Regions from separate parts of the Mus musculus genome. Here all the other regions are linked to region 2. Evidence: chromatin contacts called from public HiChIP or PLAC-seq and promoter capture Hi-C data. All regions are on one chromosome and are shown on one strand. The core of a region is the stretch at or near the end of the contact, and the rest is flanking DNA. Distances in the headings are between cores, read along the strand shown. Region 1 has its middle 150 kb from the start of Gm25830. Region 2 holds the start of Dctd (dCMP deaminase). Region 3 holds the start of Tenm3 (teneurin transmembrane protein 3).

What was found. Promoter capture Hi-C pulls out the DNA fragments that hold promoters and counts their contacts. HiChIP or PLAC-seq counts read pairs in DNA pulled down with a chosen protein or histone mark.
Region 1: a contact with region 2 is called in an H3K4me3 HiChIP or PLAC-seq map of embryonic limb bud, with 6 times the contacts expected there. The contact joins the enhancer-like site here to the promoter of Dctd in region 2. A contact is called at or near these places in 9 of 39 promoter capture datasets (cranial neural crest, embryonic stem cells, erythroid cells and 5 more) and 1 of 115 datasets of contacts at active chromatin or transcription factors (embryonic limb bud).
Region 3: a promoter capture Hi-C map of embryonic stem cells shows a contact between it and region 2, with 2.1 times the contacts expected there. The contact joins the promoter of Tenm3 here to the promoter of Dctd in region 2. A contact is called at or near these places in 4 of 39 promoter capture datasets (embryonic stem cells, hippocampal neurons and stem cell-derived epiblast-like cells), 1 of 484 Hi-C or Micro-C datasets (uterus) and 1 of 115 datasets of contacts at active chromatin or transcription factors (astrocytes).

What each region holds. Positions count from the first base shown.
Region 1 is chr8:49,107,298-49,110,308 of GRCm38.p6, forward strand. It overlaps a transcript of Tenm3 not described here. Among named protein-coding and RNA genes, the nearest start is that of Gm25830, 150 kb to the left of the region's middle. Within about 2 kb of position 1,439, at least 20 of the 459 cell types and tissues checked have an H3K27ac peak or open chromatin away from gene starts, as enhancers often do. A contact at or near this core is called in embryonic limb bud and second pharyngeal arch cranial neural crest, where this site is marked.
Region 2 is chr8:48,108,303-48,111,635 of GRCm38.p6, forward strand. It overlaps Dctd (dCMP deaminase), which reads left to right and starts at 1,656. Exons shown (of 6, transcript NM_178788.4): 1 at 1,656-1,946.
Region 3 is chr8:48,672,939-48,676,199 of GRCm38.p6, forward strand. Tenm3 (teneurin transmembrane protein 3) reads right to left here and starts at 1,752. Exons shown (of 27, transcript NM_001145937.1): 1 at 1,472-1,752. The coding sequence starts at 1,703.

The DNA of each region.
Region 1 (3,011 bases), core at 189-2,688, 1.0 Mb after region 2:
TTATAGTGAACAGACACTAAGATAACGGGAGCAGGAAGATGGGTTACCTTTTAAAGTTACCTTTCCCTCGGAAGATGGCACTGAGTATTTTCCTAACAAGCTTGCCAGATGCACTAGTGTAGGGGCTGGGGGAGTTGGCTAGACTGGAAATGGACTCATGGTATAGGCATAAGTAGCAGAGTTCCAATCTCTAGCACCCACACAATAGCCAGGCTCACTGACATCTATCTGTGATGCCACTGTGGGAAGTCAGAGACAGATTGACCCCTGGAACTTATTGGCTAGCCAGCCCTGCCTAACAAATGGGCAGTCCAGCTCCAGTGAGCTCAAAAGTTAAGGTAGATACTAATCAAGGACAAGACCTAATGTTGATCTCTGGTATCCACAGGCACCCGTCACACATACACCTACGTGAATGTGTACACAGGTACACAGCGCGCGCGCGCACACACACACACGCACACGCACACGCACACACACACACACACAGTCACGAGGATGATGGTGTCAGCAAGATCTGAGATTTACCACTTTCACAAGTATAATAATAATCATTAGCAACTGCTTTCTGTAAACCAGATTAAGATCTTGCAGAGAGAGCCTATGGCGTGTTTCTATTCGTGGTTTTAGTTGGAACCTGGGGCTACATACGTTCCTTTCCCAGAAGTGAAGAAGAGAGAAGTCCGGAGAAATTTTATGAGGAAGCAGTTCGATGGATCTCATTCCACCAGGTGTGCGCCCCCTTCCTCAGTTCACATTAAGTCGGTAAATTTATAATTTCTTCAGATATTACACACAAACAGTGTTCAGACAACTCTATATGCACATCTGATCAATTAAGACAGAGCACTGTTTTTTTGCAATTCAAGCTTTTAAAAAGCATTATAGTTAAAATACACTGTGCAGGCCTGCTGGGATAATTGCTTGTCAAAGTACATGGCTACCAGCGAGTAACCTTAAAATAGCAGGAAATACAACTGCACACTAGAAAAGAAATCACTATTTCACTTTTTCAAATGAAACATATTGCAGCTCTGAGTTCACAATGGGGTATTTGCTGAGAGCCTGTAATTAACTCATAATGATGAGAACTGCAGTGATAAACATTTCCTTCGCCAGAGCGCTCGCTTGTTTTCCTCATTCCCTCTGAGTTTGCTCTGTCCTTGTCAGTTCTTCTAGTTAGCTTGTCACTACGAATCAAGACGATAATGGAGAAAAGGGCAAATAGTTTTTGTCAAAGGGGATTATTTGTTTTAATTTTTACATAATCGACTTGATAGAAACAATTTACTTTATTAGATAGCTTATATGGCCCTGGCAGAATGAGCGAGTGGGGGAGGGGGAGGGAGTTTTTACCTTGTCCTACCCCAGAACCAACCAAAATAGACTCTCAAGTCTAGTCACCTATTGCAGCTGTTTTCTGAGTCATCTCCTGGACTGCACACAGCTGTTGAATTAATCTCCCCAAATACCTCTCCACCATGTCTCTCCTTCCCTCCAAACCCTGCAAGAACTGCCCAATACCAACAGAACGAAGTGCACATTCCTCACCAGGCATTAAGCCCTCTACAATCTGCTTCCAATTTTCTTGTCTTGCCTCATTTCCCACTGTTCCATTATAACATAGAAGCCCATGTGAATTCTCCACCCCGGTCTGTTCGATGCCCTTTGAAAGGCTTTAAGGCTTGCTTTCTTCTTTCCCTGTTCAATCCCCCTTCCCTCGAGAGTCCTTAGGTGCTGGTTTGGATCAGGGAATGCTGTCTGGTCTGATTACTGGATCTGGAACGTGTCGTGGCTCTGCATGAAACTGTAAGCTGCATGTGAACAGGAGTCGATTCCTCCTTCCTTGCAGGTCCTGACATTTTTGTTTTTAGTACAGCATCCTGCGTTTTATGGTACTTTATGAACCAGCCATGGGTAGGGCAGTCATTACTGTAACACCCAGAGCAATAGCCTGGCATTTAGTTTGCCTCATCAGTATCATTTCGAAATAACGAGGTTATGATGCAAGCCCCAAATGATGTCTCCGTGGTTTCTCTATAACCTCCCAAAAGTGAGAGTGCAGAAGAGGAGAAAGTAAATAAACCACACAACGTATCTGGGCTGAATCTCTGGAACCTATAAATACCATCACAGTACATTCCATGACCAAATGAAGGCCATCAGTGCATGCAAATGCTAACCCCACATGTAAAAATACTCGAGAAAGCCAGTACCAGCCCTGGGTACCATGTTACCAAATCCCTTGGTGGTTCTGGACTTGCGGCAAAGTCTTGGCTTCCCCACTCTACCTACCTGCAGCTGCCTAAGGGCAATCTGTGCTTCTGCAACAGTTCTTACCGTAGTCCTCTCCCTCAGCCGATAGCTATGCTTCTGCCATAGAAGCACCGCCATGTCACGGTTCTCTGCTTTCAGCATTGCTAATGGGTGCCCTGTCTCACAGGAGGAAAGCCTGCATTCCTTCTGTGACTGCTCCGACCTCTTTCCCTCTAACCCTCCAGCCACACTGCCTTTCCTTTCTCCTGCAGCCCTGTCTTTATATTTCCTATTTTACCCCAACCTCCAAGCTTTTTTTTCTGGCTGTTCCCTAAGTTCATTTTGAAACATTTCTCTTTGGTTATGTCTTCTTCTTCTAAATTCCCGAACTTAATTCAGTGACTCTTACTCTCTCCCTCAATTCTCTACTATGTTACCCAATTTTCTAACAGGCATTGGTGATATTTGAAATAAGCTTATTTACTTAGTTTATTCCTGGTTCGTGTTTATGTCTCTCCACTAAGAAAACAGGGTGTCTTTAAATACCTGTCAAATGAATGTTTTAGCTTGACATACTCAGCCAATAAAGGCCAATATTACTCCTGAAACCCAGGATTTTCTGTAGCTAATTTGGTGTTGCCTCCTACTTTACCAAGATGCTGATGGTCCCATTGACACCACATTTGCCATCCATTCTTGAGTATACTTCCTCTAGTATGTCCAGAGCAGAGGTACTAGACTCAAGATGAATGTAA
Region 2 (3,333 bases), core at 406-2,905:
CCCCGTCTGTGTTGTAGGTGAAGCAGGAGCCTCCATTGTGAGCCAAAAGGAAAGGTATTAGCGGGAGATTTAACACGTACTCTCACACTTGGGCTTACAAGGTGGGAATGAGCAGGACATGGGAAGGCCTGCATCTTTTTCTCACTTGGCTGTCTCATTTTACTGTTGGTGCAGAATCTGAAACCTCTGGCTGTGAAACCATGAATCAGGAGAGTTTCCTGTCTTGTGAACAATGCCATCCTTACCTAGAGGAGCTTTCAGTGAAATTCAGGGACAGGGAGGGCAACTGTGTGCAGCAGGCAGGGTCCTGGATTTACTGCAGAGGGGAGTGTGTGAGCTGACCAGAATGGAGAACGATGAGAAGTAACTAAATTATGTTCGACACTCTTTCCACAGCAAAGGAAGAAAGCTTAATGATGTTGTGGCTGAAGGACCAGCAGCAACCGGTGATATATTAGCTGTAGGTTAGTGAGCAGAGAAATGAATCCAACAAGACCCAAGGACTATAGATGAGGGTGACAAAGACCAAGCAGAGGGTGGGGGAGAGAAACTACTTGCTCAGGACATAATGAATTTTAGTGGCGACAAGATAGTCAACTAAAGTGACTAACTTGACATTGAAAATCATCACTTTGATCTATGTGGCTCTTTGAAGCCTGGGTCTTATCAAGGCAAAGAAAAAAAAATCTATAGTTAACAATGAAATATTTTCATCCTTTGCGTTCCTGGCATCCACTAAGAGCAGCACATAATTTAATTACGGAATCCACAGGCTGGACCACGGACATGAAGAATGGTGTGTCTTTGCTAGTGAGAAATTAGCTAGAACCAACTGTTTATTTTCATCCTTCTTCCTCGGCGGGCCTAAATTAATACAGTTAACAAGCTTTTGTTTGGATTAGCCGCTGAGACCGGGGATGTGCAGATTTGAAGTCATGATCATTACAGGAGCTTTTATTTATGGGGCAATGGGACGGAGTACGGGGGCGTAGCCACAAGTGTGGATAAAACAAACGGGATAAGACAAAACTTGTCATTTTGCGATGGAATTTCCTCCCGATTTAGGGGTCAAACATCTGAGTCTAGGAAACGATGTTGAAGAAAATCAGATGTAGTTCCTTGGGGCATATGACCGCTACAAACTTTACCAGGGGACTGTCAAGTGAGCAACTGTCCACCTTGAGTGGCTGGGGAAGGCACTGGCATGCATCTCAGGGTCTTTCACAGGTTTGGAGAGTTAACTCTAAACCAGGTCAAACAAAAAACCAATGCAGATAAAGTTTCGAAGGAGGGGGCCTCGGGGCACAAAGGCTCCACCCACACCCTTCTAGTATGAAGCCAAGAAGCAGTTGCAGGCTAGGTGATTCTAGAGATAGCTAGGACACAGTCTGCAGGCTTATTATAGAGGCCAGTACCAGGTCCCTTCATTCCCTGTTCCTTTCAGGTCCGTAGCACCTGGAATCTTTGGGTCTTTTAAATCACCTTTATGTATTTAACTTCACTCCTTAACTCCTTAAAGAAGTTGGTGATGGATTGAGAGGACTGGGAGGGTCAACTAAAATGCTCAAACTCTTAGGCCCGTGGGTGGGTGTGGCTAAGCGCTGTCCCTCCCTGAGCCCATGCCTGCACCAATGGGGGGCGGGAGGGGAGAGCCCAGGACAAACCTCACTGGGAACCGTAAAGGTCACCGCGACACTGAGGTCCCCCTGCGGGATAAGCTCTGGCTCCCCGCGCGCCGGGCAGTCTGCAGATCCTCTCTCTTTACAAGGATCCGTGGTCACGGATGCCCGCAGCTTGTGACCGCGTGGAGCTGCACGCCACGTTCCGCCCCGCCGCCCCTTCCGCCGCGCGCCGGACCCGCCTCCCTCCCGACTTCCTACCCGCGCGCACGGCGGCTGTGTGGGGTGGACGGTGCAAGCGTGGTCTGCACCTCGAAGGAGCGGACGGTGGGCGCATCCCCTCGGCCGAGGACCCTGCTCGTGGGTGCTCAGCCTGCACGTGGGCTGCACCCGGCTCGCCGCGGCGGAGGGAGGGAGGGAGGGAGGGTGCAGCCCACGTGAGCGCCGAGTCTCTTCTGGCGCCCACGTGGAGGGGAGGAGGGAGACTTAAGAACCGGGAGCACAGAGTTGGGGGGGCAGTTGTCGGAGGTGGAGCAGTTTCTCCCTGGACTGGTGACATCCCTGCCTCAGTTTCCTGGTTCTGAGGTTGCTCGTGGTGGGTACAGAGCCCCGGGGAGCTTTACAAAGCAAGCACGGGGCAGCCACCCCTTGGCGGTGGAGAAATGTGTCCTTTCTCCCTGCCTTCCCATTCCTCTCTAAAGCTTAAAGCAAGGTGGGAAGCCAGCCAAACCGGCATGACTCCCTGTTGAGCAGGGTCGCTGGGGTGAGGAGTCCTCTACCTGTTCACAAGAGATGTTGCCCTGTATGGCAGCCTCAGCCCTGTTGCAGAGACCATCATCCAAGGCCTGGCCTTGAAGCTCATTGTTACAGAACCTGGTTTTAGTATGAGCATGTTCTCTTTTCCTCCTACTTGATTCGTTCCTCAGAGTTGATTCATCCAGAGGAATGAAGGAGGAAGGAAAAGGAAAAAAAAAATCACCTGATTAGTTACCAAACTGGCCTGTTTGCAAATGTTATTTGTTTGTTTATATTACAGTATACTGGGTTTGGAGGCAAATTTCCTGAGTTTTCTGAATTTGTAAGATGTGATGCTAATGCCTACTTTAGCTAGAAATGAGACTTGAATATATGTGTGTTTATATAGATATATCTATATATATACATATATAGATATAGAGAGAATGAGATATTTAAAGTGTCTGGAATCCATTAGATATTACACATTTTTATTCCTCCCTTCCATGTTTAGAAGGGAGCAAGTAAGGGATGGGACACTTTGGAGGCAGTGTAAAGGAACTTAAATGCTTTTTTAAAAAAAGATTTATTTTATGTATATAAGTACATTGTAGCTCTGTTTTCAGACACAGCAGAAGAGGCCATTGAATCCTATTACACATGGTTGTGAGCCACCAAGTGGTTGCTGGGAATTGAACTCAGGACCTCTGGAAGAGCAGTTAGTACTCTTAACCACTGAGCCATCTCTCTAGCCCAGGAACTTAAATTCTGTAGGAAAGCAGGCAGTATATGAATTATCTGGAAACTTATTAGTGCCAAATCCAGACTTTTCAAATATTATATTTTATAATTTTCTCTTTAGACCAGGATGCTCTCTTTGAAGTCTAGGGCTCATGTTTCATGGTTTCTGCCTAATAAGTCCAGCTGAAGTTGCCCAGAGTTTAGGGCTGACTGATGCATTTCCTGGAGAGCAGATTGA
Region 3 (3,261 bases), core at 502-3,001, 560 kb after region 2:
TATATGTATGTGTATGTGTATGTGTATGTGTATGTGTATGTGTATATGTATGTGTATGTGTATATGTATATATAAAGTAAGACTTCATTTAGGTTTCAGATGACACTCATTGTCTACTTTTAAAAAACGGTGAAAAGTGTATGTTGATAATGTCTTCCAGCTGTGCGGATGCTGTGAGAGGAAAGCGTGGGTTCAGCATTCTTTATTATCTGGTATATATACGGATCATATAAATGTTCCCTGACTTACCAAGAGTACACAGCCATATGTGTTCTGTATCTCCCTCAAAACAAGTTAAAAACCTGAAGCTATCTCTTCCCTCTTCGTGAGATTTCATACCAGCATTTAGTAGAGCGTGCTTTTGACGGGGACTACCCTTGAGGAAATCGAATTAATTTATTTTAGACTACGAGCTGACTTGGACAAATGAAAACACTCTCAGTTTTTGGAGGATGGCTGCTCTGGTAATGTGGAGGGGAAAGGAATCATGGGAAAGTTTTAGAATTGTGAGTGACAGATGTCCTGCATTGTCATCTTTTTTTTTAAAGGGTCTTGGGTTTTCCCCACCCTAATGTCAACTCCTTTAATGACTTTGCCAGGGAGGTGACTGGAAGCACACACACACATATCATTTATTACTAAGGTTCCATTTTTTTTTTCTAGTTTCCCCAGTTAAATTAGCCAAGGGACACTAATCCCATGGACTTTGAAATGAACATGGAAGAAGGTTTGACTTTTACTCGGGAAATCTTGGCCACATTTCAATACTAAACAAAACAACATACGACTGACTGTATGCCTTTATCTAGGACAAACTCTTGTCTACACTTTGAGAACCAGTCATTCTAGGATGGCAAACTAAAGTTACAGGGGTTCTTTGCACTGGCAAGACAGGGAGACAGGAAAAGGGAATGTAGAAATGGTCAGGAAATATATGCAAATGACCAAGCCATTGAATTATGGAAAACCAGATTGTGTTAAGGTCTGAGGTTGCATGGGAGGAAGACAAGGGAACCCTTCTGTGGCTCACTCTTGCTTACGCTAGACACCAGTGGAGGGCTGGCATATTGACGTAATCTAGAATCCTAAGCCTATTCTTAGGAGGTTTTTATGAGGGTTTTTGCCCCCTCTCAATACCTGCTTCCCTTATACCAGTCTTAACTGTAAAAGCAGTGTTTGTGAGTGTTCATTCAACTAAGAAAAACTTGAAACTTTGATCATGTGTGAAACTATCACTCTCACGCATGTATCATGTGTTTCCATGTGTGTCAGTCTGTGAATCCATGTCTCATGGGCGGCTTTCTACCTCCCATTTGATATACTCTGTGACCTGTTGGGTTATCTCCAAATCAGAACCAGTAACCAGGACAAAGAAAATGTTCTCTTTCTCTAGGGCTTGAAACCCCGGGGCACCTCTTAAGTTAAGAACGCGTGCGGATACCTTGTTCTACTAGAGCGGGTGGGCACCTACCTTGTCTAGTATACTCGTCGGCTTCTCTGTGGACCAAATCCTTTACTCTGTTTCCATAAAGCAGCCGTGAAGAATCATGATCGAAAGCTTTCAAGGTTTCACTGGAACTATAGGACTTCTGCGTGGGGACCCTACACTCCTCATTGTCCGCGGACGAGTTTGTATAGCGCCTTTCCTTTTCCCGTCTGCTCTTGGTCAAGGAGCAGTAAGGCCTGCGTTCCTTCACATCCATACTTCCTTCATTCCTTCTCTGTGCACATCGGTCCGGCTTCTTAGAACTTCAGCGCTCAGAGTTCAGCTCTCACGGGCCTTTCTGCGAAGAGAAAAAGGTTGGCATGACGTCAGCGAAAGCATCCGCAGACTGACTCCTCACTGGCCTTCTTAGCTGAGGATGGGCTCAACAATAGCTTTGCTAGCTGGAATCCCACTTTCAACATGAAACTGATAGCCCTAAGATTCTTCTATTTACATAGTCTGTAACACCGACAGGTGAGACACAGTCCTGCTCTGGGCATTCATATTAATTACGTTACAAAATTCCTCTCCCCCCACCCTCAAGAAACACACACATGAATACAACATAAAAATTAATCTCGAGCTTAAACAACGCTATAGAAACCCACTTAAAAAAAAAAAAAACCTGGCGTCAACAGTTTGTTCAGTTTTCCATTGTGGAAAAGTTTTTGCCCATAGCATGTACCTCTTTTGCAAATAAATTGCCTTTCTTTTCCTTAACCCTCCCACCCCGGCAAAAAAAAAAAATTATTATTATTTTTTTCATCTCTTTATTTTATTTTATTTTTTTTAAATAAGCACAATCTCATTTTCTTTTTTTTTTTTTTTTTAAAGATTTATTTATTTATTATATGTAAGTACACTGTAGCTATCTTCAGACACTCTAGAAGAGGGAGTCAGATCTCATTACAGATGGTTGTAAGCCACCATGTGGTTGCTGGGATTTGAACTCCGGACCTTCGGAAGAGCAGTCGGGTGCTCTTACCCACTGAGCCATCATCTCTTTAAAGCATAGGAACAAATTGGGAAATTGAGAGATTCTTACAGCAGGGACCTCATCAAATGAATTGAATAGTTTATTCTTTTTCTTTTTTTCTTTTTTTTTCTTTTTCTTTTTTCTTTTTCTTTTTCTTTTTCTTTTTTTTTTTTTTTTTAACAAAGACTTTTGCTTTCAGAGGGTAATTTCCATGCGTTAAGGAGCTAAATGTCTTCAACTGTGGAAAGAACCGGCGCCCCTCTCATACCCTTCTCGTTAAATGCCCTGATTTCCCTCCCTGGCATGTGCTCTTCACCAGTGCTACCCTGACATTTAAGGCAATTCAAGTGGCTAATTTGATGGGGGTACTTTCTTTCTTTTCTTCAAGATTTTCTTCAAGCAAGATTCCATTAGACGGAGCAGGGCAAGCTGTGTTTCTTTGCTTAGCAGCTCTGCTTCCTGAGTTTGCTGGACAGTGTGGAGCAGGTTCGGGTTTCTGCTGCAACCTGGAAGATGGAGAGCGCCCAGGGCGAATCGGCATTCTATGCCCCTCTGCTGTGTCTCACTCTGTCCTTCCTTTTTAACCTTTTTCCTTGGAGCCCCCTCTTCAGTCCTCATTGTGATCGCCCCACCCCAACCCTACTTTTCCTCAGGGTACTTTTTATCCCAGCAATTCCACAACCAAGTTGAAACAGACTCCTGGCTAACACCGGGTCCTCTCTTTGCTTCTGGATCCTTCCAGCCACGGCTTGCATTATCTTCCATGGAGATGCTCTGTGAGAAATGGTCTCTCCACTTC